Linked DNA regions of Zea mays: region 2 is linked to region 1. A link is a contact called in public Hi-C data. All regions are on one chromosome and are shown on one strand. The core of a region is the stretch at or near the end of the contact, and the rest is flanking DNA. Distances in the headings are between cores, read along the strand shown. Region 1 holds the start of LOC103653954 (putative GTP diphosphokinase RSH2 chloroplastic). Region 2 has its middle 29 kb from the start of LOC100381682.

Region 1 (6,903 bases), core at 1,105-3,604:
ATATCGATTGTTTGTAATTGTTCTGCTTGACGGGTTGGGTTATTTATTCTTCACTTCTTGAGTTTGTGGGGATACTCCTCAAATTATTTTGTTTGTCAATCTCATCACTGGTAATCTTCAGGGGCAGTTACTGTTTCCCTTCAGTGAAACATTATTATGCATCCATTGCTGCTTTTCTTCCTCAAGATACCGTTTCAAATTCCAGAGTTTTTTCGGGTTTATGATTACGACATACACGGTGACTCTTTATGCATGTTCGGTGTTGCAGATCTATGTAGTTGATTCATTGGATCGGGAGAGGATTGGAAAAGCTAAAGCTGAATTTCAGGTCTGTAGATTGTCAGTCAGAGCTGCTTATCGCTGAATTTAATTTCTTCAACCAAGTTAATATTGAACAATTCTGTTGCAGGCAATAATCAATGATCCTTTCATGCTTAACAGTGTCATATTGGTATTTGCCAATAAACAAGATATGGTGAGGCAACAATACTTGACCCTTCATATATATATTAGCTCGGCCGGGAGGGGGGGAGACCGCCTCCCGGTATTATATTAAGAAAAGATCGAAACATGGTCCCGGCCGAGAAAATCTCCGAACCCTGCGCCTCCATCACTAGCGGGCCGTCACCATCCACTCTGCAACGGTCCAGTCGGAGGGTGGAGCGCATGACGTAACTCGGGAGCGAGCGGGGCATAACGAGGGGATTTTTTTAACCAAGCCGAAATTCGCCCTGAGGGTATTGAACCCGGGACCTGGAGGTGCTATTCGGAAGCCTTAACCATTAAGCTAGAGGCCCTTTCGCTTATATATATATATATATTAACACAAACATTCTAGAAAAAAAAATATAAATAGTGACTCAATCGTGCTACCACTACTTTGATATATCTGGCTGCTTGTGAAAAAAATTCCTTTACTCGTCTTCAGAACATCAATTCATATACCAAGATGCACCTTCGTTTCAGTTTTTAATGAAGAATACTATGCTGCATCTCATTGCATTGCAATCAGACTCTGTTATCTTAAAGAATGGTTCAGTCAGACCTTTACGTATTATCTTATACTGTATTGATTTAACTCCCAGTGTTTAGTTTAATTTATGTGTAAATGTGATTGTTCTTCGCTGGCATCCGCAATTCAGGGTGAGTGCTGCATGAGGAAGGTATACTCTACCATGAAACATATCATTGCTTGCAAGACGCGTTTCATTTATTGGCCTGTTGTTAAGGACAATATGTGAAGAATATGTCTGTGTCTTGATCAGATATGTTCTTGTGCATCTGTTACATAAAACACCCTCTGCACTTAATAAGTACACCTGTGTTAGCTGCTCCTCCCTAATGTAATTTTCCTTGTTTTTTTTAGAAAGGGGCAATGACACCAATGGAGGTGTGTGAGGGCCTTGGCCTCTACGATTTGAAGAATCGCACCTGGCACATCCAAGGCTCCTGTGCGCTTAAAGGTGATGGCCTTTATGAGGGCTTGGACTGGATGGCAAGCACTCTGAAGGAATTGCAAGCTTCAGGTCGCCTACCCTCTGGAGGGACATCGTTGTTCTAAGAAGCAAATCTGCATGTAAGATCCTTGGGTTGATACTAGTAATAATGGATCAAGAGATCATCAATGATGTTAACATCTTGATGAGAATTTCCTTTCAAATTCATGCTGCACTGCTCAGGCTCCGTGGGGTGATTCTACTAAAGAAAAGGTGAAACATGGGCCTGACCGCATAAAAATATCGGTCATGCGTTTGTACTCACCCCTGGGGATTTCTTGTCAATGATCTAACCTGTGATATAGGCCTTGTAACTTCCGTTGTGAGTAAGTTTCATTCAAAGCTAACCGGCGGATGCATTTGTCACATATGAGAATTGAGGAGTCAACTTCCACATCCTGTTGTTGTAAGAATTTCTGTAAATCGAAGTTGGCAAACATAATTTATCTCAACAAGTTGGTCCGGTCATTATTCAGGATTGGGTTTATTTTTGTGCATGCTAAAATGATGATTGAATGTGTTTAGTGGGCTGCTTCACCCATTGTTCTCTTCTAAAAATACGTGGTGTGCACTGGTAATTTTATTTGATGCGGTGCCGAATATTGGTATGAATAATCAGATCGAGAACGGGCAACGTAGGCCATTAATTTTCGTCCAGAACACATGTGATGTGTATTGGGGGGTTTTATTTGGTGCGGTGCCTAATATTTCTATGAATAATCGAGGTCGAGAACAGCCAACGTAGGTTGTATCTGTACCATTTCCTTTTCTTAGAAGCAAGTCATATGTGTAGCCAATTTAAAAATAAATGATGATAAAAATATCTGGGAAAAACAAGCCGTGAGGCTAGAAGGACAGGTAGAGGAAGAGGAAAGAACCGTGCCACTGACGAACGTCGACAGCTCCCGTGACCCAGTTCCCAGCCGCAGCCACACAAACAGACCGCCCCCTCTCGTGCTCTCACCCTCCGTTCCTCGTCGCCACTCGCGTGCCGTGCCGTGTGAGTGACCCTCGTCGCGACTCGCGTCGCTAGGATGAGATAGAAACGAAACCGGCCCCCACACCCGGCTCGCTCGCATGAAGCAATCGCCGGCGTCTACTGCAGTCTCCGACTCTGGGATGCTGGGCCGCCGCCTCGCCTTGCTCCCGGCGGCGACCGTCGGGCGCGGGGGTAGGACGACGCGGGCGCGGATGACGATGGGGTGCGTGCTGCTCGACCACGTGGCGCCGCGGCTCGCGGTGGCCTCGGCCACGCTCGTGGGTGCCCGGGAGGTGATCGCGGCGGCTGCCGCCGCGGGCGCGGGGGGAAGCGGCGCGGTGCACGGCGCCGTGGCGTCGACGCTCGCGCAGGTAGCGGTCACGGCCGTGGCGATTGCATCGGGGGCGTGCCTTTCGACCAAGGTCGACTTCCTCTGGCCTCGCATCGACCAGTTGCCAGGTAACAGACGTGCAATTGTGTAGATTTATACTGACTTGGCCGTATCGGCTGCATATTGTCTAAACCTCTAAAACTAACTGTTATTTAGATAATAAGTTATTAGCTGATTTTAGGATGTACTAAAGCTAATAGTTAGCGACTAAAATTAGCTGTAGACATCCAAACAACCTAACTAATAGTTCAGCTATTAGCTATTTTTAGTAAATTAGTTAATAGTTAGCTAGCTATTTGTTATCTATCTAATTACACTAGCAATTTTTAGCCAACTAAGGGAGTGTTTGAATGCACTAGAGCTAATAGTTAGTTGCCTAAAAATTTGCTAGTAGAATTAGCTAGCTAACAAATAGCTAGCTAACTAGTAGCTAATTTACTAAAAATAGCTAATAGCTGAAATATTAGCTATGGTGTTTGATGTCTATAACTAATTTTAGCCACTAACTATTAGCTATAGTGCATTCAAACACCACCCTAACTATTAGCTCTAGTACATTCAAACACCCGAGTTGGAGCAGCTAATAACTAATAGTTATTTGAGAGCTAATATATTAGCTAAACCTCTCAGCTAATTTTGGCTACTAAGTGCTAACAGTTAGTTTGAGGTTTAGAATCGGGCCAGCTATGTAAGAACATCTCGTTAAGCATTCATTTGTTGAAACAATTGCCACCGTAAGCAGAGCAATTATGTTCAGATCATTGTTTTCAGATCGTCCAACTAATTGCGATTAGTCGGGCTGATTGGTACTCTGGGTTCGATTAGGGTGCTCGATTCGATCAGGAGAGATAATCGTCCATATCGTCCGATTAGTCGGCGATATGGAGCGATGAGTCGACCGATGAGCGATCAGTCGATCAGCATATTAATTACTCAGGGTAGTCCAACAGGAGTGAAAGAGCTGCTGTCTTGTAAGTTGTAGACTTGCAGTTTCATAGTTTCATATAGACTTGCTGGTGCTGTTTTCATCTTTTCATACTGCTGCCTTGTTGGTGAATGGTGAATTGGTGATCATTTCAAGCTTGCTACAGCATCTTGGTCATATAGTCTAATCCTTTTATTGAGTTTATTTTAAGTATAGTCTATACTATATAAGTATATATCTATATATAGTGTTATATATGTGTGTGTATATATATGTCCTAGAAATATGCAGGACGACCAGGTGGACGATTTGGGTCGATCAGGGGCTACTAATCGCCCTAATTGTCACCTAATCGCGACTAATCGGCTGATCGCCCAGTTAGAACGATCAGACGATCTGAAAACAATGGTTCAGATATAAGCGATTCAATGACATGCCATTGCCTCTTTGAGAGCACTTAGAGGGGGGTGAATAGGTGATCCTGGGAATTTCAACACTAAATAGCCAACACTTGGTTATGAAATGTTAGTGCAATTAAAACCAAGTTGCTAAAGTGTGAATTCTAGAAGAAAGCCAATCACAAATAAGATGGACACAAGACGCAGTGATTTATCCCATGGTTCGGCCAATGTCTACTTCCACGTTGTGGTGACCTCCTTCGGTTAAGGATTGCACTCAATCTCTCTCAAGTGATCCAATGATCAACTTTGAGTACCACAGCTATCTTCCTTAGTAATCTTTCTCCCGTTTGCGAGGAATCTCCATAGATTGGAGCCTCTCGCCCTTACAAGTTTATCACAAGAGAAGCACCGTAGTGAGGGAGATTAACACACGCAAGACTCAAATCCGCAGCACACACACGCACACAAGCCAAGACTTGAGCTCGAAACACATCACAGAGGATTCACAACTCAAACGGAGCTCAAATCACTAACACAATCGATCAAATGCGTGGAGGCGGAGTCTGGGAGTCTTAGGATGCTTAGTGAATGCTTGGTGTACTGCTCCATGCGCCTAGGGGTCCCTTTTATAGCCCCAAGGCAGCTAGGAGCCGTTGGAGATCAACTTGGAAAGGCAATTCTTGTCTTCTGTCGAGTGGTGCACCGGACAGTCCGGTGCACCACTGGACAACTACTGTAGCAGTCCGGTGCGCGATCTCTTTCCTTTTCTGGCGAAGCCGACCGTTGGATCTTTGGATCTGTTGGCACACCGGACACTGTCCGGTGCGACCATTGGCTAAGCCACGTGTCGCCCGTTGATCGCGCAGGCGACCGTTGGCCGCTGGCGCCGTTGGCTCACCGGACAGTCCGGTGCACCACCGGACGGTCTGGTGATTTTAGCCGCGACGTCTTTTTCTTTCCCGAGAGCGACGAGTTCGTCGCCGAAGACTTGGGCGCGAGCGCTGATGACTCACCGGACAGTCCGGTGCACCACCGTACAGTCCGGTGATTTATAGCCATGTCGCCGCGTCGATTCCTGAGAGCGGCCAGTTCGCCGCCGGGCCAGCCTGGGCACCGGACAGTCCGGTGCGCCATAGGCTGGTGCTGTTTTGGCTGAACCGAGCCAGTCCTTCTCCATTTCTTTTCCTTTTTTCTTGGCTATGTCTCTAGCATTTAGATAAACATGTTAGTAACCAAAAACAATTTACTAAGTCTAGAAACATACCTTGTGCTTTGATGTGCACTTTTCACCTACTTAGCTCATATGAGTTTAAAACAAGGTGTTGGGCATTCAATCACCAAAACAATTATAGAAATGGCCCAATGGCACATTTCCCTTTCAATTAGCTGATTTCAATTCTTGTCTTATTTGATCGAAAGGTATTTTGTTCACTATGAGAATGTCAGATGCTTATGCTATCTCACTATGTATTTTGTGCTTGTAGTTTGACGTAGTAAATAAATAATCTACTTTGCCCCCTACTTTGTAGGGTTTGTTTCTTGGGCGAAACGTTCTTAGTTAGAATTATTGATGCAATTAGCCGATAACAACTTTATGACTAAAGGATTTTCACCTCGTCATTTTTTGTATTCATTCTGATTACTATCTCATATTTGTATTATGTGATTTAGCAGATACTCTTATATTTGAAGGAGTGGAGGTGACAGGATACCAGATATTTGAGGATCCCAAGGTGCAGAAAGCAATAGAATTTGCTAGTACAGCCCACCTTGGGCAATTTAGGAGAACAGGGGATCCATATATTACACACTGCATACACACTGGAAAAATTTTAGCTGCCTTGGTTCCGTCAACTGGAGAAAGAGTATTTCCCTCTCCTGTCTTCCGAGAATACATCTTCATTTTTTTTCTTCACTAACTTAATTGATGAGTGTTTTTCTTCTTTCTTCCCTTATAGGCTGTTAACACAATTGTGGCTGGCATTCTTCACGATGTTGTTTGTGATACATCAGAGAGCTTGAAGAGCATAGAAGAGCAGTTTGGGGCTGATGTTGCTAGCTTGGTATCTGGTGTATCAAAATTAAGCTACATAAACCAGGTGATGTATACCCTGTTGATATTGATTGAGACTCGATGTAAATTTCCATCTCTTTTAGGAAAACACTGTCTAGTGCCTACAATAAAAATTCCAGACTAAATCCAAGTTTCTTTGTTTGACATTGGAGGAAGCAATTTACTTCCCTCAGGAACTATTGCTATTGTTCATTACTATTTTCTGTGCGCTGCAGCTACTTCGCAGGCATCGACAAAAAAATACTGGTGGGAGCACTCTTACTTCAGAGGAAGTATGTTCCCTTCCACTAACCTTTATTGCATAGTGATGAGACTATATTGAACGGCTGTCAATCATCAGTCTTTTTGCATGATTTTGCTTGTTAATGCATGAGTTCAAACAAAATATCAGCATCTTCTGACAAAACTGTTGTGAGATGCCAGAAAAGTATATAAAACTGCTTTCTGAAAGCCGTGGTTTGATTATCCTCTTGTTGTCAGTCAGGCAAATAATCTACGTGTTATGTTATTGGGGATGGTTGATGATCCTCGTGTGGTGCTCATCAAGCTGGCAGATCGCTTGCACAATATGCGGACAATGTATGCAACTCTAGCCCTTTCATCTCTATTTAGCATGTCCTGCTTATTACTTGTTTCC
Region 2 (6,258 bases), core at 3,320-5,819, 270 kb before region 1:
CTTTCTTGTGTCCATTATTTCTTGCGTCCAGGGCTAAAGCGAACTTGATTCCAACGCCCATGACTATTGATTTGCTTGTGTCAGGGAGTAATTCTGGTAACGACACGTGATAGAGCAAGGTATGGCGACCACCCTACCTTGCCCTATTGTCTCCTCCGCCTAGAGCAGATGACGATGATCTATCTCCCCATCATAGCAGCACACAAGTGTAGGGTTACGGGCATGGAACGGATTGCGTGGCAACAGTACCTTCCACTGCAACAACACCAATCCACAGACCATAGAGAAGAGCAGACCAGAGCAGGATTTTATTGATTCACATCTCAAAGTCCAGAGACCCCATTGATTAGACCTCATGGTCTCGTCATCAGAAACTGGCAGAATTCGTTAGATGGAGGTGCTGCAGCAGCGGCACCGGTGGTGGCTTCATCCTATCCGGTCGTGGCAATGGCCGCCGCTCGAGCTGCTCTGTTGGCAGCTCTAGTGGTTTCAGCATCTACACCACACCCAAACCAAGCACATGGTCAGCTCAATGCACACAAACTCTTGGAGGTGGAACAGTCGATGGATTAAGTTGTCTAAGGAATGCATATGCTCTTCATTGTGCTCCATCTTTTTTCTCTCGCCAGACTGAAATTTGGAATGTTGTGACAACTTAAATGTCTTCATACGGCATTTGTTTCTACAGACAGAAAGAGAGGGGAGGTTTGCCTAAATCAGTGAATCCACCAAGAACGATAACTCTAGTGCTGCTGAAGCTCAAAACAAACTATTGAATTGAAACATGGAGGCACAGACAAGGGAGGGACCACATGAGTTTTCTGATCCTTAACTTCAACTTCCTGAGATGCTCGTTCTTTTCCTCCAGCAGGACGATCTTGTTCTCTAGCTCGTTGGTATACGCCTGGGGAAGAAAATACATGGAGATGGAGCTTAAAAATGTCGTGCAGGGACCAGGGAGGCAGGGACTGGACTCGTGGAAGTGGAATGGAACCCCACCTGCTTCCTGGCCCATGACCTCGCGACGGCCTCGCAGTTCTTGATCATTCGCTTCTGTCGCCACTCCATCATCCTCTCCACAATGCCATCCCCACGCGCGGCGCGACGCTTCTGGCCGACCGCTTGCGAGTGCAAGTACGAGAGGAAAACGTCGGCTCAGTCGATGTGGTACACGGCATCCACATCTGGGCCGAGGAGCGACAACGCGTACTGCGACGGCTACGGTGGGTACTAGTGCATCCAATGCGGAGTGCATCAACGGCGGCACCGGCGCGGGTAGAGATGTCAATGGGGACCCGATACCCGCCAACCCATGGGGAATTCCCCTATTAGGGTACGGGTATGGGATGAAAATTGTCCCCATAGGTATGGATATGGGACAAAATCTCCACCCATTGGATAAACGGGTATGGGTTTGGGAAGCAATAATCCGAACACGATTACCCATGGGTATTTCATACGTGTACACCTGTCGTGTTTGTATGAATGAGTTGAGGTCGAGCCGGCCACCAAGCCCAGCATGGTAGCGCACCAGGCCCTAGGTCCTAGCCCAACAAGGCAACACGACAAGGCAACTAGCAGACTAGCAAAAAACAAAACCCTAAAATAACCAGCCATATGCTACGCCCTGCCCAGACGATGGTGACGACCATGGATTCTCAAGCGCCAACGAACTCAGATGGTGACCAAGGAAGGTGAGCAAACTCCATTTCTCCATTTCTTCTATCGGTCCGGAAGTACTTATTTTTTCTGATGGATGGATGAATGGATCATGGTTCATGGATGAGTGCATGCCGATGTAGTGATGTCTGAAATCTAGATAATTTGTGCTACATGTTAGTACCTAGTTATCCCTTAAATGGGGCTGGGGACCCCTTGGGGACCCAAAACCCGAATGGGGATGGGTATGAGATGAGTTTTGTACCCATGATGGGTATGGGGATGGATCAAACATGATGGGGATGGGTATGAGATGCTATAACCCGGTGGGGAATTCCCCATTGACATCTCTAGGCGCGGGAGAGGAAGTCTTTGAGCATCATCTCGCCATGGAGGGCTGGCGACCGCCACCACCAGCGCTCTGGATGTCACGACTCGTGACATACCTCGTCCACCGTCTTCTTGGCCACCGGGCGGGCCCACCGCACCTGGGAGTATGGTTCACAGGAAGTCGTCCAGGTTCATGGTCTATAGCGGCTTGCCCAGCGGCGTCTCCACCTTGGCCAGCGAGAGTCCGTAGACCGAGCCATGACACGAGAGGTCGTCGTCGTCATGAGAGTGGGATGATATTGTCTGCACTCTCATCCACGCCCCCCGGAGGTCGAAACAGAGAGTGTTGGAGCCTGTATCCTGTGATATCCTGGCCCCTAGGATGGTGATGTCCTAACCCAAGGCTTAATAGAATTAATAGAGTATCCATACCAACAAAGTGCATCTTCTTTTTCGGATGCCTGTCTCAAAAGAACCTCCAAGTTAAGTGTGCTTGGCTTGGAGCAATTTGGGATGGGTGACCGACCGGGAAGTTTTTTCGGGTGCGCATGAGTGAGGACAAAGTGCGCACAAAAGACTTGTGTTGGTCTATGGGAACGATATATGATTCTAGAGAGCTGCCAGGAGTGAGTACCACCGGTCCAGGGATTGGACGGGTTGTTACAAATGGTATCAGAGCCGACCCTCGCGGTTTCATGGCCGTGTGTGGGCTAGGGGTTCGGGTATATGGCGCATGGCGCATGTGGGCCCGGAGTGGTCACATGGCATGACATATGACGACACTAGACACACAGACGTGGCTAAGAGGGGAGGTTCCTGAATTGGGGTTGACCGACGAGGACGTCGGTCTTCTAAGGGGGGTGGATTGTGATATCCTGGCCCCTAGGATGGTGATGTCCTGACCCAAGGCTTAATAGAATTAATAGAGTATCCATACCAACAAGGTGCATCTTCTTTTTCGGATGTCTGTCTCAAAAGAACCTCCAAGTTAAGCGTGCTTGGCTTTGAGCAATTTGGGATGGGTGACCGACCGGGAAGTTTTCTCGGGTGCGCATGAGTGAGGACAAAGTGCACACAAAAGACTCGTGTTGGTCTGTGGGGACAATATATGATCCTAGAGAGCTGCCAGGAGTGAGTACCGCCGGTCCAGGGATTGGGCGGGTTGTTACATATCCATGTGCGATCACATGCACCTGCAAACAAATAATTGCGCAGCGGCGGCGCAGTGCGAGACGTGTGAAAGAGGGCGCGTGCTCGAAGGCTTATCTTCTCCTTCAAGTGCACGAGAATGGCGGTAGCGATGCGAGAGAGGCAGCGGGAAAAGAGGGAGTTGGGGATCAGTGTAGGCCGTTGGTGATCGCAATCTAGCGCTTCACACGTGTCTACTGTTTGATTTGGAATAAGTGGAAGGGCCTTTTTGCAAAAAAAAAACGACGTAGGACGACCGTTGAAACTGGTACTTTAAGTATACTATAGATAACTTATGCAAGAATTTTTAGAGAAGCCTAGTTCACAGTGGCGAATCTAACAAGAAATATTGTTGGGGTCATTGAGGTGAATTTCACTATATGATCTAATATTTTTAAAACTTTAACGGTGTTTTGCTAAAGGGTTTACAAATTTTATCAGGATCGACTGACCCCAATAAACCCTCCTAGATCCGCCCCTGCTAATTCATCTCTCTTAGATATCTTGGTCCTTTATGTGCATAGACCACAAGTTAGTTACATGTAGTTGTTTAATGATGTAACTTATACTTTATCTTTTCTTTTATAATCGCTATAATGTAAATCTCCTTTATTCAGGCCGTGATGCATGATTTTTAGCTATATGCTTCTTGATTGTTGGTTTAGAAGTGTAACCATACGACGAGGAGCTCCCTACGACCTCTGAGTTGTTGGTGCTGCAATAGTCAAAAGGACAACATGTGATACTAATTTGGTTGGAGGTGAAGCCCCATGATGGCTGATACGGCATTTGTCAAGCCTAATAGTTTTTTTTTTTGCCTTGCCATGATTTTGGTGGGCAAATTTTGAAGCCCAACCAAACAAGCTCTATATTACCATGAAAAAATCCTTTATATCCTTTTTGGCATTATAGTTTTTCTTCTTAAATTTCAAAATCACATATCTTATATCTTGCCAACTCTCAAAATCCATTTAAATTGCCTGCTTACTCCGGTTAAATTTGGGGTTTAAGATGGTTTCATCCTCAGTTAGGAGAAAAAACCGGTAAATTTGGACACAACAATCCCAAAAAAAAAGATAGTTATAGCTTCAAAAAGTATCTCTAAAATATTCTAAAACTATACTTAGCCTTAGAAAAATAGAAATAATGTAAATATCCCAAAATAGTAAATCATTCTAAATTACTAAATCGTGAAAAATATATAAAAAATTATTTACCCACCTGAAACAACTTCTAACCTGAACTAGGATGTAATGTACATGGTTTCCTTAAGTTGGTCAGGGTAGGCTGCCTAGTTTTAAGTTAAAAAGAAGGAAAATCAGACCATGACAGGTAAACTGGGCCTTTTGCTTATACATGTCCATGGGCTTTGAACTTAGTTTAGGGCCGACGGCTTATTGATCTTGAGCCAGAAACTCCAAAGGCCTTCAAGAGCCCAGTTTAAATCCATCCAGTCCGACTTGGGGGTCCAAATTTTGACTCCTGTTCCCGGCCTTCTCCAAGTCAACGATTTTTAAGGATCGGGAGCTCACTTCGAGAAGCAGAAATCGAGGGGAGAAGATGCCTGTCAGTGGAAGCAAAGGTGACCCCCCCCCCCCCCCCCCCCCCCCGCTGCGCTGTCTCCTTCCTGAGTAGTACTAATTAAAAGCATCCCGGCAACCTAATCAAAATCAACTGCGTGGTTCACATGTACACACACGCCTCCCCAAACTGGATTACTCTACGTACTGTAGTACTCCATATTGGTCTCATCGCAAGGCACTTCGATTAACGCGTGCCTTAATCACGAGCAGATTGAAATGACACCAATGCAAGGATCGATGTGCAGAGACAAATCAGTGTTTAATTGGGCTTCACACGCACAACGCAAGTTTTATGGAACTTCATGGGTAGTTTTCCTATTTTTTTCTCAAGTGACTGAAAAACCAGCCGTATATATATATATATTAAATTTCAAGCACCTTCGGCCATTTCGAGTGGAATATCGATCGGTCCACGTGATCTGAGCAACGTAACATCCCGGGCAGATTTAGGTAAGCGTGGACAGGGCATTGGCGTATGGACAGGATATATAGGTGATGTACCCTACTCATTAGCGTCACTAGTTTATTTTTTATACTCACGTACTGGCAAGAGATAATATAATTATTCAGTCTGTATAATGTGTGATACTCCTATACAGTTATCCTTGACACTAGAGTACGATTTGCCTAATACTCCTATATATATGTTAGCTAGTAGCTACCTACGTAGCTTACTAATCAAGAACAAATTGCTAGATTTGAAGAGGTCAAAATATATGTGCACCAGGGGATATGGTGGTACATAAATTACTCCCTCGTCAGAGTTCTAAATAAGTGGGGTTTTCAAGGTATCACAAGTTAATATTATTCCAAACTTTAGTTGCATACTGTTAATTATTTTGTGTATCTTGAGCTCAGATTTTTTTGTTTTTTGTTTTGAAACACAGTTTCATAAAAGTATACTTCAAAATTATTTTTATGAGCATATGTAACAAAACAACTGATTAGAGAGGGGAAAGCACACCAACAATTGATACCTTGGTGGACATAACTGATTAATTTGGCGATTACGGAAGTATATTTGGACTGATCCGTAGCTAATCTAAGATAACCAGTGGCTGAGGAAAAGTGCGATATGGCTTGTCAGGATACACATATGCACAAAATAGTACTACCTCCGTTCACAAATATATGATATTATTGACGTTTTTCGAAAACTTTAACCACTCGTCTTATTGAAAATTGAAAAATTTTAAGTCAAACACAAACTAACTTAAGTGATAAAATAAATCACAAAAAATAAATGTAACTCATTATTTTTTTTTTTTTGAATAAGACGAGTAGTGAAAGTTTTCTAAAAAAAAGTCAATGCATGGCGTTATATATTTATGAACGGATGGAGTAGCTAGCTATTAGTGGGCGGAATATCATGCACAGACAGACACACTGCTTTCTCTAGATATGAATTCCATTCTTCGATTCCCCAACAATTAATGCAAGGAAATAAAATAACAAAGGTGCAGAATAGATGCATGCATGTGTGATCAAATTAAAACCG

The links. Hi-C and Micro-C count contacts between places; a contact is called where the count stands out from the background.
Region 2: a contact with region 1 is called in a Hi-C map of ear, with 2.2 times the contacts expected there. The contact joins the enhancer-like site here to the promoter of LOC103653954 in region 1. A contact is called at or near these places in 2 of 25 Hi-C or Micro-C datasets (ear and tassel).

The regions. Positions count from the first base shown.
Region 1 is chr4:163,832,420-163,839,322 of Zm-B73-REFERENCE-NAM-5.0, reverse strand. It overlaps LOC103653954 (putative GTP diphosphokinase RSH2 chloroplastic), which reads left to right and starts at 2,354. Exons shown (of 17, transcript XM_008680773.3): 1 at 2,354-2,934; 2 at 5,867-6,057; 3 at 6,151-6,291; 4 at 6,482-6,538; 5 at 6,751-6,845. The coding sequence starts at 2,574. LOC100284295 (ADP-ribosylation factor) reads left to right here. Exons shown (of 6, transcript NM_001157190.3): 4 at 269-328; 5 at 410-475; 6 at 1,367-1,991. The coding sequence ends at 1,561.
Region 2 is chr4:164,109,807-164,116,064 of Zm-B73-REFERENCE-NAM-5.0, reverse strand. It overlaps the pseudogene LOC109945849. Among protein-coding and RNA genes, the nearest start is that of LOC100381682, 29 kb to the right of the region's middle. Within about 2 kb of position 4,569, at least 14 of the 20 cell types and tissues checked have an H3K27ac peak or open chromatin away from gene starts, as enhancers often do. A contact at or near this core is called in ear and tassel, where this site is marked.